Linked DNA regions of Gossypium arboreum: region 2 is linked to region 1. A link is a contact called in public Hi-C data. All regions are on one chromosome and are shown on one strand. Each heading gives the region's core, a stretch centred on a gene start, on an enhancer-like site or on the middle of the called end of the contact. The rest is flanking DNA. Distances are from core to core; before and after follow the strand shown. Region 1 holds the start of LOC108481588 (double-stranded RNA-binding protein 2-like). Region 2 holds the start of LOC108480093 (60S ribosomal protein L12-3-like).

What was found. A called contact is a pair of places that touch in the nucleus more often than the background predicts.
Region 2: a contact with region 1 is called in a Hi-C map of leaf, with 3 times the contacts expected there. The contact joins the promoter of LOC108480093 here to the promoter of LOC108481588 in region 1. A contact is called at or near these places in 2 of 5 Hi-C or Micro-C datasets (both in leaf).

The regions. Positions count from the first base shown.
Region 1 is chr1:6,073,810-6,081,743 of ASM2569848v2, reverse strand. It overlaps LOC108481588 (double-stranded RNA-binding protein 2-like), which reads left to right and starts at 3,244. Exons shown (of 3, transcript XM_053018107.1): 1 at 3,244-3,249; 2 at 3,306-3,539; 3 at 3,631-3,936. The coding sequence starts at 3,244. The coding sequence ends at 3,936. LOC108483159 (putative pentatricopeptide repeat-containing protein At1g10330) reads left to right here and starts at 2,184. Exons shown (of 3, transcript XM_017786388.2): 1 at 2,184-2,294; 2 at 3,306-3,531; 3 at 3,602-5,564. The coding sequence starts at 4,061. The coding sequence ends at 5,443.
Region 2 is chr1:6,234,777-6,242,710 of ASM2569848v2, reverse strand. LOC108480093 (60S ribosomal protein L12-3-like) reads right to left here and starts at 3,734. Exons shown (of 1, transcript XM_017782945.2): 1 at 2,702-3,734. The coding sequence starts at 3,434. The coding sequence ends at 2,934.

The sequences.
Region 1 (7,934 bases), core at 1,995-4,494:
AATCACTGCAATATGAAGAATGGAGAGTCCATCATGATCTCTAGTGTAATGCTTGTGAAGATTTCCTCCCATTCCTTCAATCTGTGTAGCCAAGTACTTCACCATCGACAAGTTGCCATATTCGACAGCTCTGAACAATGGGGTTTCCCCCAACTTGTCCCGATCCGCCAGTATCTCTTCCCTCTCCCGTATATAATCTTCATGATATGCAAGCCGTCAGAGAACAATACCTCCTTCATTAACAAATCAGCTGCTTCGGCTTTGGCAGTGGTGACCAGTTCATGGAGGATGGTGTTCCCATAAACGTTCTTCACCTTCAACACCTTGCACTTCTTTGTTTGCGGCACCAACTTAACCAGGGTTTGAAGCATTGCTCCACTTCCTCTGTAAGCTGCAACGTGAAACATATGTATCTCCACAAGCCGTGATTGGGTTGAACAAGGCCTCATGGTTTTCCTTGTAAGTCGCTGCCAACCACTGATCGTGGTTTGCCAAAAGAGTTGTCGTAAGCCACTCTCATTTCATGGAATTTGTTGTTCATCTCGGATTTGGAGATCATTATTTCTTTCTCCATTCCCATTGATGAAATTTTGTTATATAACTTATATAACTACAATCTCTCTAGCCCCTACTTTCTTACCCAATGGCATTGAGAAACCACACAACTATTTAGCTTTTGAGTCTCGAAGTACACCTCCAAATGGACACATGAAATTCATCATTGGACACTAGCCCATTTGTATTATGCTTTATACAATCCTTCCAGACAATACCAATTCAATAAAAAGCGCATGGATTTAGGATGATCCAATTTCAAATTCGCCTCTGCATTACTCCTCGTCCACGTATAGCCTGTATCCACAAAAGCTTGATCACAACTTTGAGAACCAAAATAACATTTTAAACATTTTTTTTCATATAATGTATGTTTTGTGATATTTATGTTGATTATACAATTACTTATCTTTTAAATTTTATTTCAAATATATAATGTTATATTTTTGAATTCATGATAATTATATTTTAATAGTTAAAATATAATTTATATATTGAAATTAAAATTTACAAAGAATTAAAATTAACTACTTAAAATTTATATTTCAGCTATCAAAAATTAGTAATAAATTAAAATAAATAATTTTCTCATATTTTTATTGAAATATCATACTATTAATGAATTTAAATATCATTTAAATATATATTTACTTTTCAACATTATATCTAAGATCAAAATTTTAACTTCTTAAAATATTTTTAACAATAATACTTCAATTTTAAACCAATTTTTTTAAAAAAATCGGTAGCAACGTAATTTTATTTATAGAAGTTTTACATAGTGTTGTAATAATTAACCCATTAATAACTAATTGGCATAATAAAAATTTAGTCTTTAATTTTTATATTTTTATTAATTTGACCCTTTTTTTAACTAAGTTTGACCCTTAACCTTTTAAAAAAATCGAATTTAACCATCAACCTTTCTAAAAAGTAGAATTATTATTTTGAAAGATTAATAATCAAATTTAACTAAAAAAGAGAATAAAGATCAAATTGACAAAAGATATAAACATTTAAAACTAAATTTGTTATTAAACCCTAAATAGTTATAACAATTATTTCAACAACTAACATGTGTAGATTTAAGTATGTTAAAACACAATTTTTTGAGTTATAAATAAAAGTAAATATCATATTAAAATTTATATTACATTACAGTAAAGATATATACTTTTATTTTGCTTATAACAAAAGAAAAATCTATATATTATAAAGTTGTAAGTAAATTTAACTCTTTCAAAATAAACTCACCAATTAAATCTTTATATTATTGCGAAATAAGTAAATAAAGATAATTAAATAAGATTAATATATATTTTTAAAATACTTTATTTAAAAATCTCTAAAGTTTTTAAAGGAAAACGAAAAAGTACGAAATCGTTTGAACCTTCGGTTTTGATTTAATCGATTTTATAACTTAAAAATATAAATTAATAATAATTAATATAAAAGTATAATATTTTAAAATAAAAAATATTTATAATATATAAAAGCACGAGAAAATTCTGAATTAATTTACCATATTATTAAATAACTAATTTTAAAAAAATAGATATAACAATTTATTAATATTTTACTAATTACGATGTGATAATAATAAAAATATCATTATTTAACAAATAATTAATAAATAGTATATTAATATAGTAGAATAATTATTTGGTGCAGTGATGAAAAATTTTAACTATTGTTCGACTCTCCGTGGACCTTCTCACTCCCTCGCCGCTGGAATCCTAGTAAGTTCTTTCTCAAATCTTCCGCTAATGGTGCGCCTTTTTTTTGTTTTTTTTTGGTCTTTCTATGCTAAATTGAGCCGTGGGGTGTGATCGGTGTTAGCCTGCTCCGCCGTCGTGATCGCCGGAGGTTCAGCTCAGCTAGTCGTAGGGAATTACTAGAATGCCCTTCAATAGTTAATGATTTAGCAGAAGGCAGTGGGGTTTTCTTGGCTTTTTTTCAGATGATGGAAGCGAAAACTTAATTAATTTTTGAGGGAAATAAAAATGGGATTCAATCTTATGATTTTTCTTCAATTTTTTTTCTCTCTGATATTCTGGGAAACTGCTGTATTTTGATTATATGGGTTCTGTAGGTGTAATTAATGGCTTAATCATGGGTATTTTGGTCATAAAAATGTTTCATTTCAGGCCATCTCAATTGACTGCCCGAGGATAAAACGGTAGAGAAGGCAAAATTTAATTTGGTGTCTCAATCTCTTGCAGACTTTAATTAGTTCAAGTAGGTGTATGAACATTTGTCTGCGCAACAGAAAAAAAAAATGAAAAAGAAATGTGATATGCAAATGTTATTGTAGGTTAAAAGAACGTGTTTTTTCGGGACAGGTTTTATGGGAAGAGTGGGTTCGGTTTCGTGTTGGCAATGCTTCCTAGAGAAACGGGTAGTTTTCCTTTAGCAAATGATCAAAGTTATCATTTTTAATTTTGTATGAATTGTTTTTGTTGAGACACGAGTGTTGGTGCATTATTAATATGAATTGCCTTTTTCGGCATAGTGAAAAGCATGTAAATACGAGCAAAATGGGGTGCTTGGACTTAGGTTGGGGGATCGTGTAGAACTACAAGGATGAGAGGCATTTTAGTTAATTGTTTCATATGAAGCTACGCACCTTCAGTGAATTGGCAAATTCTTGATGATTTTTGTTGTGTTTATATCTCAATTTTCTCGAATATGCCTGTCTGGATATCTCGAGTTTTATTGAGATTGATACTGATCCGGCCTTGTTATGTTAGGATGAGACAGGAGTTTATAAGAACTCTTACAGGAAATTGCAGAAAGAGTTGGGGCTCCATTGCCTCAGTATACAACATTTAGATCAGGTCTCAGGCACCCGCCTATTTTTACGGGAACGGTTGAATTGGCCGGAAATTGGAATCAGATTCACCGGGGAACCAGCTAAGAACAAGAAACAAGCAGAAAAGAATGCAGCCATGGCAGCTTGGACATCTCTAAAACTATGTGAGTCTGTGTTTCATTTTTCCTAGGGATAAATGTTTGTTCGAAATTGAATACTGTGTTTTATTTCCAGTGACGAAAGAAACTGCAAATTCTTCTTAGGAGCCAGAGAACAATGATGAGCTTGAACAGATCACGATAGCTCGGGCTCTGTTGAATTACCAAATAAAGGAAAAGACGGCTATGGCAAACTCCTCCAATGCGCCAGTAGTATTAACAAATAAGTTTCCTAGTCAGAATCCTAGACCAACAGGTCCACAGCCTCCTGCTACCACCTCGAAAATCCTTACTTTAATCTGCCCGAAGGTGGTTCCTCGAAACAGATCTATGTCAGCAACAGCAAATGAGAAGCCCGTACTGACATCATTGCAAACACCTACTCCTGAAAGCCGTGGTGTTCGTCCATAAAATTACAATGAACGCCCTAAATTTCTTTTGCCTTCATAATAGAAAATTGGATCTAGGCCTCCCTGTAATGAGGCCCATGATATAGAAAGCTGAAAGGGCCATCACTGAAACCCGAATAAGCCGCATGAACTCTGAGTATCTACTGCAACACCTTCAACGTTTCATCAAACGTCCAAACCAAATCAAGCAAATCCATTCCCTGCTAATCACCTCCGCTCTCCTCTTCAATACTGCTTCCAAATGGAAACCAACCCTCCTTTACAACACCTTAATGAGAGCTTATCTCAACATAATCCCACATCGTTCCCTTACACTCTTCACCCTCATGCTTCATTATCAGGCACCCCCCAATGGCCATACTTTCACTTCCCTTTTCAAAGCTGCCTCTACCTCCCACTCCTTAGCCTCGCTTTCTTGTTCACCCCTCCATGCCCAAGCACTAAAGCGTGGAATCTTGACTGATTCCTTCGTGCAAACATCGTTACTTGGTTTGTATGCTAAACTCGGTAGCCTAAGTAATGTGTGTAAAGTGTTCGAAGAAATTCTTAACCCGTGCATCGTTGCGTGTAATGCGATGCTTGATGCTTTTGGGAGAAATGGTGATATGGGTTCTGCTCTTTTCCTTTTTGACCGCATGATTGAAAAGGATGTGGTGTCTTGGACAAGTGTTATGAATGGTTTTGTAAGGGGCAAACAGTTTGCAAAGGCTTTTTGGGTTTTTGAGAAAATGATAGAATTTTCGGTTAAACCGAGCGAGGCTACTTATGTTAATGCACTCTCTTGTTGTGCTAATTTAGAAAAGCAAGGTGGGTTCTATCAAGGGAGGCAGATACATGGGTATATTTTCAGAAACGAGGGCGTTATGACTGTTTTCATGGGCACAGCATTGATTGATTTTTATGGAAAAAGAGGTTATTTAGAGTTTGCCTTTAGAGTTTTTAATCATCTGTTGGATAGAGAGGTTTGTACTTGGAATGCAATGATCTCTTCTCTTGCATGTAATGGTAGAGAAAAGGAGGCTTTGGACTTGTTTGAGAAGATGAAAGTGGACGGAATGTGTCCGAATGAGGTCACATTTGTTGCTGTTCTTACAGCATGTGCTCGCACCAACAGAGTGGAGTTGGGTTCACAATTCTTTCAATCAATGTGGTGCCAATATGGCATTGTGCCAATAATGGAACACTATGGGTGTATGGTAGATCTTTTAGGCAGAGCAGGCCTTTTGACTCAAGCGACCGAGTTTGTAGACACTATGCCATTTCAACCTGATGCTTCGGTTTTGGGGGCTCTTTTAGGTGCTTGTAAGGTTCATGGTGCCATTGAACTTGGAAATGAAGTGGGGAAAAGGTTGCTTGAGTTGCAGCCACGACATTGTGGACTATATGTAGCATTGTCTACCATGAATGCCGACAAGGAGAGATGGGATCGTGCAGCTGACTTGAGGAAAGCCATGGTAGAAGCAGGCTTAAAAAAATTTCCAGCTTATAGCTTCATTGATTCCATGTAAAAATCGTGTGAAAACAGATGTCTCTATTCTTTAACTAATCACATGCATTCTGCAGCAGCAATATCGATGGTAAATGCTAATCAAGATATTAGAGAATTCATTCTTAGATTGAACAATCAAATATGATGCAAACAAATCAGCACGATGATATTTATATATGAAAGACAAATGAAATTCATGCTTGCTTGACTATCTTTCTTTAGCCTGTCTTGACTCGATATGTGTTTGTCATGTGAATGGAAGAACACAAAAATTGGGATTGAGGGGACCCTTATACTTTTGGTGGCATGGACTGACTGAGGGTATTTAAAATTGCATTAATCTCGGGTTGTTGGGCCAAATCTGAGGTAGTATTTTTGGTGACGGAAAGGGAAAATAGAGATGCCTTTTGTTTTAGTGGGTGCACATATGGAGGCTAGCTACGTTGTTGGTTTGAACTTGATGGACCAATAATTGTTTGCTTTAATTGGCTTATGCTTCCTTTGATAGACCTGTAGGATGGCTCCACCTAGTAAGTTTATCATTTGGATTCTTTAAAAGATTTGGTTTTATCACGCTTCCAATAATCAAACAGCTATTGAGAATCGATTCAATTAAGCAGCGAATAAGGTAAAAAAATAGAAAAAAATTAAGAAATTGAACATATAAATTTAACATGAAAAAATCTCTTCAAATAAAAAATCATGGTAAAGATAATTTTACTATCTAAAATTGTGAAAGAGTCTATTTATAAGTTAAATTGGTAAACCAAATAAATAATGCTAATAAATGTTAAATATATTAAACTAATAAATATTAAATCTTCTAGAAAGAAAATATATTCTAGAAAATATATATTGTTTAACTTGACTTGCAAATACTAAATCTTCTAAAAAGAAAATATATTTTGTTTAACTTGACTTACAAGTAATCTCTTATTTTATGTAACATGAATTTAGGTCCTACAACTCTAACAAAGGCGCTTATAGTAAGAGATGGGTTTCATTTTATCTTTTTTATTCAAAATTTTTGAGTAAATTATGCAATAGATCAAAGAGCAAACTAGTCATTTTGCCTAAAAATTTGATTCATTTTTGCTATTAAAGTATGTCAACATAAGGTACAAGTGACACGTCGTGTAACTATTTGGTAATTTCATCAACCACGCTAGCTTGGATGAAATTTTAACATAAAGAATTTAGTTGCTCTTTGATATATTATATATGAACTAATTTGCCCATTTTTCGAGAAAAGGGAGGCAAAATATAAATTGACTCTATAGGAGCCTACACAGTCCTTTTACTTACGAAAGACACTAGATTATGGCTACCATTTGCGTGAAAAAAATGTAACAAACATATTTATTAAAAATCGATATAAATAACAAATGGCAATTTGATTAAATGGTAAAATAAAATTGTTGAAAATTATAAAGCCTTGGATTCAAATTTTATTGTGTAAACTTCTTCTTTTTTTATATTTTCATTTTGAACAATTTAATTTTTTTCTTTTATATTTTTATATTTTTATCCTTTTTTTTCTATTTTCTTCTGCTCTTTCTCTGTTTTTCTCTATTCTCCATCTCTTTTAATGTAGTTTTTCTATATTTTCTATTTGTTAAACTTTTTAATGTTTATGAAAAAAGAAAGGTGAAAGTTGAAACTAACATAAAACTTGCTTCGCATTTTCTCACCCCACAACTACAAACCTTCATCATCCATCATCACTTTAACGAACCAATTTGGATGCCTTAATGCCCTAGTCCACAAGCTCGCCTCACTCGAAGACCTCACTAGTTGTGACTTATGGCAGTCCACTCTCAACAAAGTTTTTTAAGCCCGTTCCCTCAACCTCTTTACTAACCCCCACGATCACAATATCTATCTTACCTATAACATTCTCACCCTCTCGAAACTACGTTTCATAAATTCTTCAAACGAGCTCTATACTCTCAATGACTAAAATGATCAGCATATGAAACTTACCCTCAACTTTACCTAAACCAGTTTGGTTTCATGCTCTCTTTCTCTCTTCAGTTCATCTATGTTCGACTTCCAATCAAGCTTGCTTAGGAATATCTAAGAAGCTTTAGATTAATTTTATTGTTAGCTTAATTTTATTCATCAGAAAATAAAAGAAAAGGAAAAGAAAAATCTTTATATTTTGTACAATTTTGGAAACGGAAAAAAAAAATTTGAATGTAAAAAATTCAATTTATGTTTAGATTTGATTAAGGATATGGTTTTTTATATTGATTAGTTAGATCAAATTTTAGTTTCAAAATTAGGTTATATTCAAATCGAGATTTGATTAAGAATGATTAATATTCGGTTTTGAGTGAAATTCAATTTAGGAATGATGTGAAAGAAACAATGACTTGATTTATTTGGTGGGTAAATATTATGTTTCTGTAGTGAAGAATACGAGAAGAGAGAAAAATAAAAGGTAAGAAGAAAAGGAAAACAAAGAAATAAAAATAAAAACTAAATTGTTCCAAAAAAAGTATAGGGAT
Region 2 (7,934 bases), core at 2,485-4,984, 160 kb before region 1:
ATTTCATGTTTGAGTTCCATTTCTATATAATTTCTACATTTATAAAAATTACACGACTTTGATACTCTTTAGTGTTTGATAATCATATTAAATCTTAACTAAATTTGAAATTTAATTTTTAAATAATAAGAGATTAATTTAAGAAAGTTTTAACCTCAAAATGAAATTATTTTCGAAAGACTAAAATTATAAATTAATATAATGATTAAATTATATTTTGACCTCTCAAAATTTATAGTCCAATTTTCCTCTATTTTTTTTCTACTTCTATCGTTATTCTTTGAATGAAATTTTTCATTCATAAAACTCAAATTCAATTTTTTTAAAAGACTTAATAAATATATAATTCTACTAATTCATAATTCAAACTCAATAATTCCATTCCATTTGGAACAGCTATCAGTCTTTCTTGAATGAAAGTTACGGCTAGAAAGACACCACGTGTCCGATGAGTATGAAATCAACTTCTCTTGATTTATAGTGCCCCATTGGGTGGACGGTGAGGAGGAAATTTCAGGCAAATGTTTTTCTAATAAGACTTTTAGTAAGAGTGATATCATCATCTAATCCTTAATACTTTACCCTACCAATGAAGGATCACTTATCCCACTCCACAAAGGTTGGAGACTTGCTAAATTAATCACATTGCAATCTATAATGTTTAAACAAAATTTTCTCAGATTAGTTTATTAAACAACTCCTCTCATTCATCTATACAAAAAGAACTAAAAAACTATACTCTCTATTTTTTATGCTACCACACCAAATACGCTTCAATAACACAATATATATAACATTTCAATAATATAATATTTTAATTTTTAACTTATTGAATCGTAACTATATTAACATTAACAATATTACCAATGTAAAATGATCATTATCCTCCTATTTAAAAATTAAAAATCTCTGAGTAGATTTAAACATTATATAAAAAATAAATATAATAAGAATCTATAACAAAATTAATGTTCAAAAAATATTTTAACTTCCAGTTAATATTTTCATCGAAAGCTCTTTTAGAATTTTCTAACAATGAAAAATTAACTCTTTTATTTTAATTGGTAGAATTCCTAAGTTTGTTCATATAAATTGTTTCTTTTTCTTTTAAAGTTACAAGTACATCAATATTCTAATCAAGGTCAATTATTATAAGTTAATTATTAAAACTTGGAAGCATTAACTTGAATATATATATATAAAAAGCCCACAAATGATTTGTATATAACGAGACTCAAACCTAAACCTCAACCTTTGGTGTGCATCAAAATTGTTGAATTTGTTAATTTTAGTCAATGATTTAATATAAAAAGATTAACAATAGTACTCAATTGAACTAATTTTTATTCTCAGAAAGTCAAAAAAATCAAAATTTAAAATTAAAAGACAATTTTAAATTATCATAAAAGAAAGAATGAAATTAAAACTAAACATTGAGCTAGTAGCAAAAATCAATATATGAAGTAATGCATGCAAAGTGGAACTAGAACTGGTTTGCAAGGCATTGAATCAGGATAACTTATGCCATTGCCTGACTGCTTATATGGTGAGCAGCTTTGGAATAAGGTTGAGGTCCCTTCTAATGTCAGCCAAGGTTTACTATTAACGCTGAAGCGTATGGTTTGAAATGGTTAAACAAGTTGTTCCAGGCCTACATGACGATTGATCATGAGTATTCTTCATTCCTAACCCCTAAACCCATAACCTTACTAACATGCCTCACAACACAATTATACTCAATTAAGAATTTTGGTCCCTCCATCCATAGGTTTAATTATGATTTTGGTCCCTCAATTATACTCATTTGAGTTTTAATGTACTTTGACATAATTTATTTTTTTCCTACCTTTATACTGTCATTAATTAATCCAAATAGGTAATATAGCTAAAAACACCCTTTCCAACAACAACAAAAAAATCCATATCAGCATAAAGTGTTAGCTATTTGGTATAACTAATACCATAATCAAACTAGAGAGACCAAATTTAAGTACAAGGACAAAATTGAGAATTTGAGAATACTAGAGGGAAGACCGAAATTTACACAGATGCTAAGCTTTCTGATAGCCCACAACACAATAATACATTTATTCAGGATGCAATAATGAATCAAATAAATCACTGATAAGTCAAACATTTAGCAATGAAGCTAAACCAGCTAAACAGACAAATGATGTTAAGCATGTAAAAATCGTTAGACCAATAAACCTGTAAATTGAATGGATCGGTTTTAAAATTTTCGGATTATTTCTGCTCCAGGTCTTCATTTAAGGTTTGGGAGGCTGAGGTTTTTTTAGACCGGGTCAATACAAGTTCAATCATTTTGGGTTCAAGCCGGTTTAGGGTTTCGGAGCAAAATTCACAGGTCTAGCTGACAACTTCTCAAACTTTTGAAAATAATCTAAGCCTGAACAGCTACAACTAACAATGCACATAATCCTGTTGTGATAACAAATTATTCTAATAGTATGTGCATTCAGATTCTTTAGCAACAACATTCAAAGATATATCAATCTTAAAAATACAATCTCAATAACATTACTCATAGAGAACCAGTAGATCAATGCAATCAAGTTCCTAAATCACATTGAATAACTTAAAAACTATACTAAAATGCAACATTTTCCATTAATTTCTCACTTACTAAGCTGAAGCATGGTCAAAAGACTCACATTTTCAATTCATTTCCAAATTACCAAGCTTAAGCAAAATACCAAGACTTGCATTACGAAAAAAATACAATATAAAGGACAAACAGAGGATATAACTAAACATCACATATATAGCCATAAAGATGACCCACAAATGTTAACATCATCTAAAATTAACCTCAAAAACAATCTCTGATAGAAAATATCCGTAAATTCTCCAAAACCATACAGATAAACAAAATTAAAAAAGATATGATCTTAAAAGTAATAAAGGAAGTTTACTCACTCGAGAGGAACATCAACATCACCATCATCAATCTCCTGCTGCAAATCTTTAGGGTCTTTACCATCGACGGTACACCCAACGGAAACACAGGTGCCCAGAATCTCCTTCACCGTCCCTCTCAAATCCTTAGCCATGGACCTCGGCCTCATTACTTTAGCGATCTCTATGACGTCATCGAGTCCGATGTTCCCGTTATGCTTGATGTTCTTGGTCTTCTTCCTATCCCTCTCCGGTTCCTTCAATGCCTTGATTACCAGCGCTGCCGCCGACGGTACCACCATGACCTTCGCCTGGCGGTTCTGGACAGTGAGCTTGACGGTTACGCGGAGACCCTTCCATTCCTTGGCGGTCTCTTTAGCGATATCTTCTCCGATCTTCTTGGGAGAGAGACCGAGAGGACCGATCTTCGGAGCGAGTGAACTAGCTGCTCCGACTTCACCGCCGGTGACGCGGACGAAGACGTCGACGACTTGGCTTGGATCAAATTTTGGCGGCATTTTGGCGTAGGAAAGAAGGTGGCTAGGGTTTTCGTAAAACTGAAAGAGTGTAAAGAGATGATATAATATAGCTAGGGTTTTTCTTGTTTAATACCCGATCTAACCTTTTACAAGGATGGGGAACAATAGGCGCGTACGAGGGATGTTTCCGTCATTTACTATTTTCAGAGACTGCATTGGGCTGAGCAAGTTTTGATATTTGGGTTTCTTTTGAAAAATTAAAATTGGTAGATTTTTGGGCTTCTATAAACTACAATTCATATATCCTTTTTTTTTTCATATTTTTCTTATACATATTCTCTAGTGCTTCGTCAAAAAATATTTGTATAAGTTTTATCACTAAGCTTACTTTTTGTAAACACCCACGTTAACGAGGTTTCTTTGGTTACACTACTCTACCAATTTATTTTAGGAAAGTTTTATTTATTGAATTGTTAGACCAACATATTCCTTTTTAATCAACTAACTCGATTGATCTAGTTTAATCTAGATTTATATTATTATGATAAAGAAAAATCACTCTACTTAAGAACAAACCACAAATATATTATTGGTAAAAATGCAGAGTCAGTCCTCGTTATAACTGTCATGCTCATTTAATTATAACAATTAAATTTTTACAAAATATTTTTTTTTTGCCCTTTATAACAAATTTTCACACATAATAACAACCATAAAAATACGAAGTGCACTATTTACTAAATTTGTTCTTTATAACACCCCCTTATCTAAAATTTAATGATGCGTTTAGAAAGTCATTTAGTAATTAGATTTGTAACAAGTTTAAATAATCATTGTAATTGATGAATCTCATTGAATTGAGTGCAATTGAAACACCCCAAATTCCTTATAATTACAATAGGGTGTATTTATTACCTAAATAATTACACATTCATCTAATTACTCTGTGGTGTCCAAGCACATCATTTGTAAAATTAGTTCTATTCCTAAGTGAAATAAATAATAATAGTAATTTTTAATTAATATACTTTTCATTAAAATGTTTAAAATTTATATAAAAATATATTAATAATATATTATTAAATGAAAACAATTCTTAGTAAATGAAATTTCATTTGTAAATTTTATTAAAATACCATCTAAATCTCAACAATAAATATTTTTAACATAATTACAGTTTTTCAATTTGAAAATTTACAAAAGAAAAAAACCTCAATTATGATCTGAATGTTAAATATCGTTGTAAGTGTCTTAGAGATTTGTTTCTTACTAGCTTCTAATGCAACGTATGTGATTTTATAAATTTAATTTTCAAATTATTTATTTTTAATTATTGTTATTTATCATTAATATGATAAATTTTCTTAATTTTAAATAATATAAAAATTCAAAACTATATGAGAAAGTAAACTATAATGTTAATTTAAAAAAAAAAGAAGGTAAAACAACATGCAATAATTATAATAATAATTCATGATAAATAGAAATTTTATTTAAACTAATTTATAAACACATTTAAAATAATGATTAAAAGTTTTGCTCAACGACAGTGTCCGCCTCTAGGCTGGTTATCGCTTGCATTTTTCCTCTCCCATCAACTATTTCTTTTTTTATTCTTTTCATTCACTACACGCATCTTCTATATTTTCAATTTGCAGGTCTATTTTTTGGGTATCTTTGTTGTTTTTACAAGTTGTGATGGACAAATAACGGTGCCTGTCATTTGCTAAAACTCCACCAGCCACCAATAGGTTTTCTTGGATGAAGAAAATTGGCAATAAGATGTAACATCCATTTTTTTACCGATAATTTCTTTTAGATGCTACTTGGTCAAATTTGTCTAACTATTGAATGTTATTTATAATGTCAAGCTTAAATTTTAATTGGTATATAACTATAATATTAATTAAGCAATAATTAAAATGCTTAGAGTTCTATTCAAACAATAACTCTATTTGACATCAATAAAATTAGCACTATTAAAAAAATAGTAAAATTTTTAATTGTAAATTATATTTATAATTCTAACTATCACAAAATTTTATATATTTTATGTTTATAATTCTATTGAATGAATAACTCTATTTTAAAACTAGTGCAAATTATTTTATCTAATAATTCTAAATTACATTATAAAAGTTAATTTAGTAATATGATGAAAAATAAATAGTATACTTGTCGGTTTAAAAATTTCTCCAAATTCATGCTTATATATATATAGTATAAATTGATGTATAACAACCGCATTTCCATAACATATAAAATTTTAACGGACAAATAGAATTATTATAAATATATATATTATAGATAGCTATATAGCAACTACCTCTCCATAATATACAAAATTTTACTAGATAAATAGAGTTTTAAATTCAAATTTTCCTTGAATTCATTAGTATTTATTAGGAAAAATAAACTGGGCATAAATAAATAAAATAATTACTATGTCGTGAAAGAATCGCTGCCTTAGAAATAAAGGCATCATGATCATGTTGACTTTCTAAGGTTAACACAATATTTTAATATTTGTATAAATAAACATAGGTGTTCTACTCAATGAGAGTGAGAGGCAAGACTATATTTAAATCCTCTTAATAACATTTTCTCAACCAATATGGGATTACTCACCTTATATTACCAACAATATCATGTTAAATCATTTTAATTTAAGTTATTTAAAATTATTCATTTGAATGATTTCGAATAAAAGTTATTTTTAAATTAATATTATCAATTTTTTATATTAAAATAAATTAGAATTAGAATTAAACAATGGAATTTTGGAATTTGGGGATAAGCATATCCTTGGATCATTTTGAAGCACCCAAAACGTAATTTTCATGGTGCCAAAATTCGCAATGTTGAAGTAATAGCTTGGTCTTCACTAGAATCCAGCTTTGACGGAGATTGTGAATGAATAGGATTTGTTCCAATTTTGAACATTGTATATCCAAAGTATATAGATACGTGTGTTTATGATTCATGTTAGGTCTCGTTACAGAAAGAATAAATAATTTTAAGTTAAGAGTCGAACTATGATCTTGACTTAGTTTAATTTGTATATATAATTTATTTTCTAAATTATATAAATGGTCATTCAACTAAGTTCGTATTTTTGTTTTGGTTATTCAACTTTAAACTTTTTTAATTTAGGCATTAATGTTTGAGCTCGTTTCTATTTTGGTCACTCATCCTTAAATTGATAACATAAAGCCTTTTTTTAACTGGTATAATATCACATTTAGTCCTCAATATTTACATTATTCTATCCTTAAACTTGTTAACCAAAGCTTTCAACTTTTCAAAAACATTCCACATCTATAAATTTGTAAAACCCCCCAAAAAAATTTTCTCTCAACAAACGCCCCGTTTTTCGAGCCAATTATCATTTCCTTTTTCATTTGTTTTCTTCTAAATAGAATATTGTATATCCCTTTGATTGATACATTTTTGGCTAAATAAAATGGAAAAACCTTAAAAAATAACACTTTAGATTTACTCTTGTTGTTAACAATATAAGATTTCTTTAAAAGTACATATAAATAGTCTTGGAAGTAAGTCCTTGAAATTGGAAATTTAATCTAGAGCTAACAAATATGGTTTTGAAAAATCTAATTGTTCAATCAATAATTATATAAGAAAAATTATGAACATTTAATTTTCATAAGAAAAAAGTGAAAGAATTAATTGAATTTCCTTTTGTTACATTGATAATGATTTTTTTAATTTATAAACTGATTAAGAGATCATTAAGTACTCAATTGATTTTAATTTTTAAATCAATAATAAGCAATACGATCGATAATTATATGATTTAGTCTCAAAGTATTACTAATTTGATTAAAAACAAAAATTATGCTACTAGAGTGAAAAATATTTTTACAAATATTAAATTATTTATATAATTTTATTGTAACTTATATTTTCAAAATTTTGTATTTTTCTATTATTTTTAATAGGGTTTAGTTGATTTCTAACACTAACTTATTAAAAATATAAACAAAGAGGGTTATGTGTTGAATTGGATAATTTTAGTCATAAATAAAACAATTAATAGATGTGGAATGCTTTTATTTTAAAAGTTGAAAGCTTTGGTTGGTAAGTTTGAGGATCAAATTGCTAGAATTTGCAAATATGAAAGGTTAAATTTATTGAATTATTTAGAATTAGAATCAAATTGATAGAATATATCTAAGTGTTGAAGACTAAATGTGTTATTAAATCAGTTAAAGAAATATTTTCCATTATCAATTTAACCGTGGATGACCAAAACAGGAACGAATTTAAACGTCAGTGCCTAAATTGAATTTTTTTTAAAGTTGGGTAACAAAAATAGGAACGTGAACATAGTTGAGTGACCATATGTATAGTTTTCCCTAATTTTACATATATTAAAAATATAACATTTATATATTTTTTAAATGAAGAATAAATAAAAATACTTTTAAAAATTATTTAATTTAAATTAGGTGGAATTCGTGCATCCATTCTAGACATTTTTGGGCCCTAAGCGAAATAATAAATTAGGTCCTTTTAAAA